Linked DNA regions of Anas platyrhynchos: region 2 is linked to region 1. A link is a contact called in public Hi-C data. All regions are on one chromosome and are shown on one strand. Each heading gives the region's core, a stretch centred on a gene start, on an enhancer-like site or on the middle of the called end of the contact. The rest is flanking DNA. Distances are from core to core; before and after follow the strand shown. Region 1 holds the start of HOXA9 (homeobox A9). Region 2 has its middle 120 kb from the start of CBX3.

What was found. Hi-C and Micro-C count contacts between places; a contact is called where the count stands out from the background.
Region 2: a Hi-C map of subcutaneous adipose tissue shows a contact between it and region 1, with 5 times the contacts expected there. The contact joins the enhancer-like site here to the promoter of HOXA9 in region 1. A contact is called at or near these places in 4 of 8 Hi-C or Micro-C datasets (liver, skeletal muscle and subcutaneous adipose tissue).

The regions. Positions count from the first base shown.
Region 1 is chr2:124,458,489-124,463,768 of IASCAAS_PekinDuck_T2T, forward strand. HOXA9 (homeobox A9) reads left to right here and starts at 1,964. Exons shown (of 2, transcript XM_027450974.3): 1 at 1,964-2,860; 2 at 3,965-5,280. The coding sequence starts at 2,287. The coding sequence ends at 4,203.
Region 2 is chr2:125,063,349-125,068,628 of IASCAAS_PekinDuck_T2T, forward strand. No RefSeq gene overlaps it. Among named protein-coding and RNA genes, the nearest start is that of CBX3, 120 kb to the left of the region's middle. Within about 2 kb of position 2,948, at least 8 of the 8 cell types and tissues checked have an H3K27ac peak or open chromatin away from gene starts, as enhancers often do. A contact at or near this core is called in subcutaneous adipose tissue, where this site is marked.

The DNA of each region.
Region 1 (5,280 bases), core at 714-3,213:
ATCTGCAACATGACCGCGTGAAAAATGTCTGTAATTATTTGCCGTCTTTTAACTCTTGCTTTCTGTACTCCCTCTCCCGCCGCTTGGCTGCTGGCAGTGAACAAATTCAGAATTTTACAGGGAAATAAAAATACAGGCGCGTTCTTTAAGACGTTATTGTTATTGTTATTCATTTGCTATTAGTTTTGGTGAGGAACCAAAAAAATGAAACCCGCTGCAAGTTGAGAACCCAAATTCGAATATAAACATCCAGGACTCCTGCAGCTAAGATTATTTTTTTCTGAATGGAAAAAGGAAGTTCTACAATCACATTTCACCACAGCTGACTCCGTACTAATAAATACAAATGACGTCGAGTTCCGTCTTTCCAGGAAAGAAATACAATTATTTTTTTCTATTACGGCGTGTCTATACAATGGCCACAAAAAATAACAGAGGCGATCTTTATTTGCATTTTTTAAATGGTTAGAAAATAACGGGCTCCCTGTTTGCGGAGATCTTGTAACTGTTCTGTAATTTTCTAACTCTAATATGGGATAATAGTTTCATTATGGGCCTTTGTAATCCTGAATGGAGAGAGGGCGTTGTTAAAATAGGATCTCCGTAAGATTTCTGATTAAACCGTTGGGAAGACATGAAAAGAAAAAGCGAGAAAGAGAGAGGGGAGAGAGGGAGAGGGAGAGGGGAAGAGGCAGCCCACATAGCGATGTAAAACTAATTAGAACCACACTTTTGCACGCACAATATTTACACGTGATTTTAATTATTGCCTCAGCCTTCCCTGCGATTCGCGAGGCTCTAATAAATATATTTCGACTAAATCGAGAGGAGATTTTTCTCGTGCCCCCCAGCTGGATCTCGCAGGCTTCTTGGCCAGCCCCGGGGAGAAGCGGGCTGCGTGGCCGCCGGAGAGAAGCCCGGACCCGCGGGCACGTTTGCGAGCAGCTCAGCCCCTGCTTTAATTCCTAACACTGGACTTGGATCTGGCCGCGGCTTTACTTTCCCCCCGCTCGCCCTCCCCTCCTTCCGCGGGGGGACCGCAGCCCGGTGCCTAGGGGCTGGTGCTGCTCGCGTGTGCCCTGCAGCAAATAAATAACTATATTCGCACATAAATATTTTGGGGTCGGCAGAATGCGGTGCGAGCGAATGCAAGCGCCCCTTTTATAGCCGCCCCGGCAAGCAGGGTGCCTTTCGGCAGCGGGGAAGACAGGGCTTTTTCTCCCCTTTCCCCCCGCTGCTTCGCTGCATATTGAAGGATTAATCGTGGCGAGAAAGCCCGGCCAGCCCCGCGGCCCCTCTCCCCGAGGGGGTCCAAGGGCAGGACGGGGAGGACGAGGAGGGTGTTTCGGTCTTGAGGATGAGGAGGGGGCTTCGGTGATGAGGATGAGGAGTGGGTTCGGTCACTGCTGCCCTCGGTGAGCCCGGCGAGGGGGCGAGCCCACAGCCGGCCGCCCCGGTCCTCCTCCGGCCTCGGCAAGGGGATGCGTTGAATTTGACTTTTCTCTGCTTAGCCCGGGACTGAACGGAACGGGATTATTTACAGTGAGCTCCCAAACTAAACACAATGGTATAATTTAACCTTTCCGAGCACTCGTAAATTTTTACTGCTGTGAAACACAGCGATGCAAATGAGCGCGCTCATAGTTACTGACTTAATAACAACCCCGTGGCTCCCGAAACAATAACTCCTTATGAAATATAATAAATATATATTTAAATACAGTATACCGCAACTGCTATTTTCCTTTTTTTTATTGCTTCAATTATTGTATAATTTTATGTGAAGGTCTCCGATCGGGAGGGGTTTTGTTTTGTGATTTTTATTTTTTTTTCGCAGGGAACACGACCCACTGATGGGATGATTAATTGTGATATAAAATAGTCCGCTTAAACGAAAAAAAAAAAATAAAATAAAAGGGGGGGGGGGAGGGAGGAGGGAAAGAAAAAGGGGGAGAGGCCGTGAGGCGGAATCTGATCTTTTAATCTCAGTTGGCCGCAATTAAAACAAACTCCGCCGTATAACTCGCGTATCCCTTTGCATAAAAACATATGGCCTCGCTATAAAAATGATGGCTGGAGAACACTGCCCCGTTAATAGCCCGCGGACTGATTTATACTTTATTGTTCTGCTCCCCCCCGCCACGTGACCGGGGCAGCCAATGGGCGCCGGGGCTGCCCCCAACTTATTACTGACTCTACTTCTCCGCCGGCACCGAGTTGGTGCGGGGAAGCCCCGCAGCCCCGAATTGCGGCGGGTCCGGCGCCCCCGCCGCGCCGAGCCGCGCCATGTCGGCCCCCGGGACCCTCAGCAACTACTACGTGGACTCCTTCCTGGTGCCGGAGGGGGACGAGCTGGCGGCGCCCCGCTACGCCCCCCCGCCGCTGGGGCCGCCGCCGCCTCCTCCTCCTCCTCCTCCTCCTCCGAGGCCGGCGGCGCTGGGCGAGCACCCCGAGCTGGCCCCCTGCAGCTTCCAGCCCAAGGCGCCCGTCTTCGGCCCCCCCTGGAGCCCCGCGCACCCCGGCGGCGCCAGCGGCGTCCCCGCCGTCTACCACCCCTACGCGCACCACCAGGCGCCCGTGGCACCGCCCGACGGCAGGTACATGCGTTCGTGGCTTGAGCCTGTGCCGGGCTCCTTGTCCTTCCCCGGGTTACCTACCAGCAGGCATTACGGCATTAAACCTGAACCGCTGGCGGCCAGAAGGGGTGACTGTACCACGTTTGACACTCACACTTTGTCTCTGTCTGATTATGCTTGTGGTTCTCCTCCAGTTGATAGGGATAAGCAAAGCCACGAAGGCGCATTCTCTGAAAGCAATGGAGAAAGTGAGGCAAACGGAGAGAAACCCCAGATCGATCCAAGTAAGTGGCACCGCGAAGGGCAATGGACTTCATTCAGGGCGCCGCGCCGGCCGCGGGGAGGTGTCGAGGTGCCGGGGCTAATGACGTGCCGAGCACCGGCTGCTGCAGCTGGGAGCCACCCGAGAAAGGCAGCGCTGCCTTTCGTGGGCTCTGCTGGCATCCAGGACGGCTCCAGCTTCCCAATCTGCAAGGGGAACAAAAACCCCACCCTGCAACTTAAAAGGGAAAAAAAAAAAATAAAGCCCCCCCTCATCCCCAGCCCAGCACCCGAGCAAACTCCGCGGGACGGGCTCGCATCCTCCTGCTGCGCCGAGCTCACGGGCGTGAGCAAGGGACGGGAAGAGGGTGCCTGGGAAGCATTGGATGTGAATCTGATCTTTTTGTGACCTGGGGGGCGGGGGGGGGAAGGATTATCGCGGGGCTGGCAGCAGAAACCTCGCCGTTGACTCGGTGCCTTCCTCCCCCCCCCCTCCGTCTCCTCGGTGGAAAATGCTGGGCCGGGTGATCCCAGAGCTGCGGGAGCGGTAGCAGGGCACCTCGGAATTGCTACTGCTAACAACGCTATGCAAATAAAGCTCTGAAGCAGCCCAGGCTTTAATTGTGCCGGCCGCAGACTGGCTCGCCAGCTCCTTGCATCTTGCCAGTGATGACACGGGAGAAGGTCGAAAATTAAAAAGAGAAACAATTTCGACGACACGCTGCTCTGGCTGGGCACTCCCCGGGCTGGCCGTTTGAGGGGGGGGGGGAGTGTGTGGGGAGGACAGGAAGGAGGGAGGGAGCTAGCAGGGAGAGGAGGCGAAAGAGGATTTTAAAATTGCATCCTCCTAACAATAAAAAAGGGCGAGAGGAGGCGGGGGCGGCGGGGCTGTGCTGCGTGTGGTTCTGTGTGACCTCTCTCTGCTTTGAGCCCATTGTGCCCCACCGTCCCGCATGTCTGGGGCAACGAGGGCCACGTCGTAAACCCCCAAATCAGGACACCTAGGCGGGACCCTAAAAAAGTCAGGGCACCCCTCGGTGGTCCTGCGTGCTGTTCTCTCGCCAGCCCCCTCTCGCCCCCCCCCCCCCCCCCAGAAGCCTGAACTTCTCCCGCTGTTTCCCTTGCAGATAACCCCGCTGCAAACTGGCTCCACGCAAGGTCCACCAGGAAAAAGAGATGCCCTTACACCAAGCATCAGACGCTGGAACTGGAAAAGGAGTTTCTGTTCAATATGTATCTCACTAGGGACCGTAGATACGAGGTGGCCAGACTCCTCAATTTAACTGAGAGACAAGTGAAAATCTGGTTTCAGAACAGGAGGATGAAAATGAAGAAAATCAACAAAGACCGAGCGAAGGACGAATGATGGTGATACGCGGGTTACACTGAAAATACGTACAGTAAAACAAAAACAAAGTTAAAAACAACAACAACAAAAAATCCTCCCCTCGAGCCCTGCCATGCAATGCGTCTGGGTCCAGGCCTCATTTTTTTCCATGGCATATTCTGCTTATGATTGTACCTTGGTTGTCACTGTAGCATGGAGAGGCCAGTTTGCCAGGAGAGGTACAGTAAGACTTTTAATTTTCTAATAGGAAAGAAAAAGGGGGCATTAGCACGAAAAGGCTGTCTAGCTGGCTTGTATAAATCTACCTGTTTCTTCACTTATGAAAAAAGAAAAAAAAAAAAGAACAGAAAAAACTACCTTTTCATAATGCACAACTATTTACGGACTGTATAGTTTAGTCTACGTAGTTAATTTTATTCGCTCTTTGCGCGGCAGAGAGATCTCTGCTTTAATACTTGAACACTGTGTTTTATTGTGGTAATTATGTTTGTGACTCAATTTATGTGCTTGGGTGCTGTACCGGATGTAATTGTGTAAGCTAGAATTCAATTTGAACTCAGGTTGTTTATTATAAAAATTGCATAGAGTATAGCTCTGTAGTGTATTAAGTCTTTTCTGTATAATTAGACAGTTAACCTTTGATTGTAAAATATATATATTATATATATCCCAATTTAAACACAAAAAAAAAAAGTAGAAAAGAAGTTTGTCCGGGATGTCTGGGAATTACGGTTCTCAAAATATTTCGAAGCAAGTCGTTTTAGTATGCACAGTTGATATATATATAGTACTGTCTTTGTCAGTTGTATATATAATCTATATATTAAAAAATAAATAAACAGACTAGCTTAAATATTGTTTTTGCACCAGTGAGCAGTTATCAGATTTCGGAGCTATACGTATATGTGAAAAGGGTAACTACCTATGGTTTACGTTTTAATTTTAATCGAATAATTTGATGGTTATTGTAATGAAGGTTAATTTTATTGATAATAAATTATACGCTATAAAAACCTACATTTGGTTATTGTAAATTTGTATCGCTTAGAAAAAAATAAATCTGGGGAGTGATGTCGATGCAGAACGTACACTGTC
Region 2 (5,280 bases), core at 1,698-4,197, 610 kb after region 1:
TAACTGGCGGCGCAGTAAATTAAACGGGCGCGCACTGTGGTCCATTACGGGGGAGTGAGTGTTGGGTGACGGCTCCTGCCAGAGGTTACCGGCCTCCACACAGCCCCGGCGAGCTTTTCTCTGGAGGGGAAATATTTGTACTCATTACCGGGAAATAAAGACAAAGCTGCGAGCTGGGGGCTGCAGTAGGGAACGAAGCCCCGCGGCACCTGGGGAGGGGGCACCGGGACCGGGACCCAGAGCCGAGGCTGCGAGCAGCACCTCTGCACACGCAGGGTGTGTGGCACCCATGTAAAACACTTGTCTGCGCGATATATTCCGTCCCCACGCATGTAAACCCCAAGGGAAACCAAGCCCCCAACTCGCACCACTAAACACCCCCGCGCCCTTGCAGGGGTTTGAGCCCCGTACAAAGGGGAACAGGGGTGTGTGTGCAAATAGGGAGCGAAACGACTCAATGCCCTCGCAAATCTCCGGGATTTTCCTTTCCGGACTTCTAAAGGGTTTTCAAAGGGGAGGCAAAATGTCGATACATTTTTCTTTTATATCTCATAGAAAATCCATTATTTCCAGTGGCGTAGTCGCTGGCTCCCAAAATATTTAGGACATTAAAAAGCCGCTTGTCGGAATATCAGAGATGATCTATTATTCCCTCAGGTCGGAAACTCGGTATGTACAGGCACACACACACAGACACCCAAAAATGTATCGCTACGTGTTAATGGTACGCGTACATGCACACCAGTTACCTAACGAACGGAGAACTGGGCGGTGAGTGTAGCCATATGCCCGCAAACCACACACATACACAGTGAGCTTTATTTTATTGGCGACTATTAATACACGAGCCCATAAAAATCCACCCCCGTTTAAGTTTTATGATGCTCTGCGCTTTCTTTAAGGGTGCCTGCTTGCGAGCGCAAAAGGAATTGTGAACATATGATTATGTGTAAACACCAGGCTATTTTTTTTTGTATTTGTATGTTAAATAAATATGCGTAACGCGGATAATTATAAAACTACTAATTAAAAAAAGATAAAAAAAAACCCAACGACTGTTGTGAATGTAAATATCCACTTCAGGGCCACTTAAGAGCTAGCAGACATTACGGTGCTTTTCCCTGTCCTTACAGCCACTGGCGACTACGCCAGCCTCTGTGGGTGTTTTTTACCCTATTTTCTCTTGGAAACAGATGTGTACTTTATTTCAGGCGAGCTTTCTGCTCTACCCCCCTCCCAGTCCTCCCCCCCCCCCATACCTGCTAATTCCCCGAGTTTATCCGTGCCACAGACAATAAAGCCATAAAGCTGCCTGCAGAAATTTGTTTGCCGTAACGACGTGTTATTTGAGCCCCGGCTTTCGGGACTCTGACACTTGCCCAGATCAAAGAACCCCCTAAAAATCGCCGGGTGCTGCGGGGCCGGGGCGGGGGGACGCGGGCGGCCCGGGGAGGAGCCCGGTGCCGGGGGAGCCCGGGGGGGCCCCTCTCGTCCCGGTGCAGCTCCCGGAGGGCTCCGCACCCCCGGTTCCGGGGCTGTCCCCAGCCTTGCCAGGACGTTTTCCCCGCTCCCCAGCTGCTGCTTTTGGGTGGGTGTCCCTGCGAGCTGCGCCTACCTTAGACGGTTTTACGGCCCCCCGTCTAATTGCCCGGTATTAGTTTTACTACCAGATACCGGCTCCTGAAAAGTAGGTTTAAATTACGTGTTGCAGAAGCGATACCATAAAGCAGCAGAAAACAGAATCCCTCCTCCAACACATTTATGGGCTAAGGCTGCAAAGATCACAGGCTTCAGGTTTTGCCTTCGGTTTAAAGGTTGGCCCGGCACGGGAAGTCATTTGATAAACCTTAAGCTGTACTTCATAATCTTTACTGCTTTATGGAGCTTTCCAAATCTTTAACACACTGTAACCTTTTCAAGACAGATTGCCAGACAACATTTCGGTGTTGGGTTTACTTAATGCGGCGCTGGCGAGGAAGTGAATTTTCACGGTGCCCACATTACTGCCGGGCACTCCCCCCCCCCGCCCCCTCCCGCTCCCCGGCCCCGCGGAGCCGTCGCCTGCGAAGATTTATGAAACCTGCGGATCTCTAATATCGTGCGCACGGATTTTGATCCGTCAGATTACAGCCTCCGCCGTGTCTGAGGCTGCCGCTGGTGAAGGGCGCTTGTGGTACATATTTCCTCTGATTAGCGCTTTCCTGGAGGGGAGGGAGCTCGTGATTTATTGCCGCGTCCAGCCATTTAGGAAGCGAAATTAACCCCAGAATGCCTCCGTCCCGTTTGAAGTTCACGGCTTGTTTTCCTTACAGTACGGAGCGCGGATCAAAGGCTCGAAACGCCCTCTCGTGTTTACTCGAGTTGCAAAAGAAAGGAAAAACAGACACCTCTCGGGCAATCAAAGCATCGCCTCGCCGCCGCCGCAATCCAACACCCGGCGGGAGCCGCGGTCCCGGTCCCCCCCCCCCCCACCCCGGGTTCCCCTCCTCAAATCACCCCGTGACGAAACGACCCCACCCGTGTGACGCCATCAGGCTGCTTCTGTTCCGATTTCTGCAATAAATTAACGGCGGTGACAGGCGGGAGGCTGAGACGGATCTGGTGGTGTTTTGTTTTGTTTTTAATTATTTGAGTTTGAATTTTTATTTTTTTTGGTGTTTTTAAACACGACCCCTCCGACAAAGCCAGCTACTCCGGAGTCACCTCCGGGGGGGCTGGAGCTGCCCAAGCAGCACCCATCGGGCGCCTCCCGGTGCTGCTGCTGCCCATCGGGGCGGTGCAGGGGGGGGGGACATTGGGACGCCCCGGGAGCGCCCCCCCCCCGCCCGGGCCCCGCCGTCAATCAGTGCCGGCCACTCCTAAATCACTGCCGCGCACTGCCCCCGTCCCGCGCGCTGATTGGTTCGCGCCGCCCGTGACGTAACGGGCCGGGCGGTGCCGGCGCGGGCGCGGCGGCGGCAGCGAGGGGGCGGCCGCGGGCCCGGCGGTCCCGTGCTGCGGGTGCTGCCCCCACCCCGGCCCGGGAGGGTGACCGGGGGGCTCCCCCCCGGCACGGAGCGGCTGCAGGCGGGCCCCGCAGCCCGTCCCTGCCGGGTCTCTGCCTGCACTGCTCCCGCCCGGGCTCTGCCGCTCGGGCTCTGCCGGGGAGCCCCGCACAGGCGGGGGGGGGCCCGGGTGCGGGTGACCGCGGGGCTGTCCCGGCTGCGGGCACGCGCTGCGCGGCCCCGCACCGTGGGAACGCGCCCGGCCCCGCTCCCACGCCGGCCCCGGGGCGGCGCGCCCGGTATGCAAATGAGCCCTGATTGACAGCCCCGCGCCAGCCAATGGCGCGGCGCCCGGTGAGCTATTGGCCGGCGAGCCTCTGACCGTCAGGAGTGACGCGGAAGGCGCGCCGGCCAATCCGCGGCGCGTATGCAAATGAAGGGGGAGGTGCCGCGGAGGGGAGCGGCGGCGGCGGCGAGCGCCACCTCGTGGCCATTCCGGGCGCTGCAGCGGAGCGGGGCCGGCGGTAGCGCTTGGGGTCGCCCGGCGCCGGCAGCGCCGTTTTGGGGGAAATAAACGGGAAAACGGAGCAGCGGGGGGGTACCCCTGCCAGCCCCCGCCAGGGGAAGCGGCGTTTTGTTAAAGGGTTCGGGGGGAAGGAGAACGGCGCCGTGGTTCTTCCCCGAAAGGGTGAAGAGCTCCGGGGGGCGCTGCCCTTGGGGCTGTGTCTTTAGGGGGCTTTAGGGGGCTTTTTTTGGGGTGCCCGCTCGGGTCTGGGGCTCTTGCAGCGCTCCGGGGTCTGAGCAGGCTCCCTGAGCCCGGGTGCCTGTGCTGTGAGGGAGAACACACCTATACACGTGTACCCATGCACACTCGTGTATATGCATCTTAAGCGTGTAATTTTGTGTTTAATTTTACAAATAAAAAATAAATCCCCCAGCGATGGGCACGCTTGAGCTGCTGCCTATCTCCTCCTCCTCCTCATCCGGAGCCCCATTCCCTGAGCGCATCCAGCCGCCCCTCCGCCGAGCCCTTCCCCTCTTCTTCTCTCTCTTTCACGGGGTCTGCACGCTTTTCTGTTCTTTTTTGGGACAGCTGCAGTCCCTGCTTTCATTTTCCAAAGTTTCAGGGCACGTAGTTTGCGATTGAAACAACTTCAAAGCAGCCTAAGCAGCAGTTACGCCCCAGCCTGGTGTGTAAATAGTGCACGGATGGCAAGAAGTGTCCGTGTGTGCGTTTTGGGGCTCCACTGTGCTGGGTTGCAACCGTGTCTGTGCTCCTGGAAATGGAAAACGGCCTGAATTCAGCGCTCAGCAGTCAGAAATAATCCCATGAAAGAATAAACGTGACTTTTGCATGTAGCAAAAAAATGATTTATTTTATTTTTTTTTGATATTCTGTTTTTGTGACTCGGGAAAAAAAAGTCAAAGTCCATGCGATTTATGCAACCATCAATGATAGTTTATCCCACAGTGATCCCACACATGAAAATTTTTTTTTCCTTCCTCGGAGAAGGGTGAAACGCCACTTTTGCAACAAGCAACAGAGGAATTTCATGCACGTCTTTATTTGTTTCGTGTGCCTGGATGGAAGAGAGGGGGGCTGCGTGTGTGAGTGTGTGCCGGAGGGGTTAGCCGGGGGATAAAGAGGCTGCGGGCTTTGGGAAAGCAACGATTCCCGAGAACCCATGTGGAGTTCCCCCCCTTTAAAACCCTAAACAGACATTCCAAGAAGGAGGAAACAATCCCGATTTGTTTTCATTGGAGGTTGTAAAGCAAGACCCAAACAGAGTTAGAAATATAAACCAACTGAAAGATCTCCCAGCTGTTTAGCTGCTGCTTCTAAACAAGCCTGATCTCTTTTTCCCCTCTCTCCCCTCCCAGATCTCCCTGGCTTGTGGTTTCTCTCTAAATAAGGCAGGTTCCCTAGAGAGCAGCTCGCTGGAATTCACTCCCTCAAGAAATGACTGCATAGCTTGCTGCGATGTGAAAGGGGCCTTGAGTCGGGGAGGGATCGGGGGAAGCGACGGCTCCGCAGCCGAGGGAGATATCTGCTGTGGTAACAGGCAGAAACAAACACCACGCTTCGCCGCACGAGTCTGATTACCTGAGGGCTTGGAAAGACTCCCTTCTCCTGTCCCCAAACCATCGGAAATAACCGACCCCATGCAAAATCAGTTCCCCCTCTGTTTTCCTGGTGCACGGCTCATTCCCAGGGACTGCAGGGGAGCCGAGCTGGTCCTGCAGCGAGACCCATGTGCTTCCTGACGAGCTCCTCGTGGTCACCACCAAACCCTGT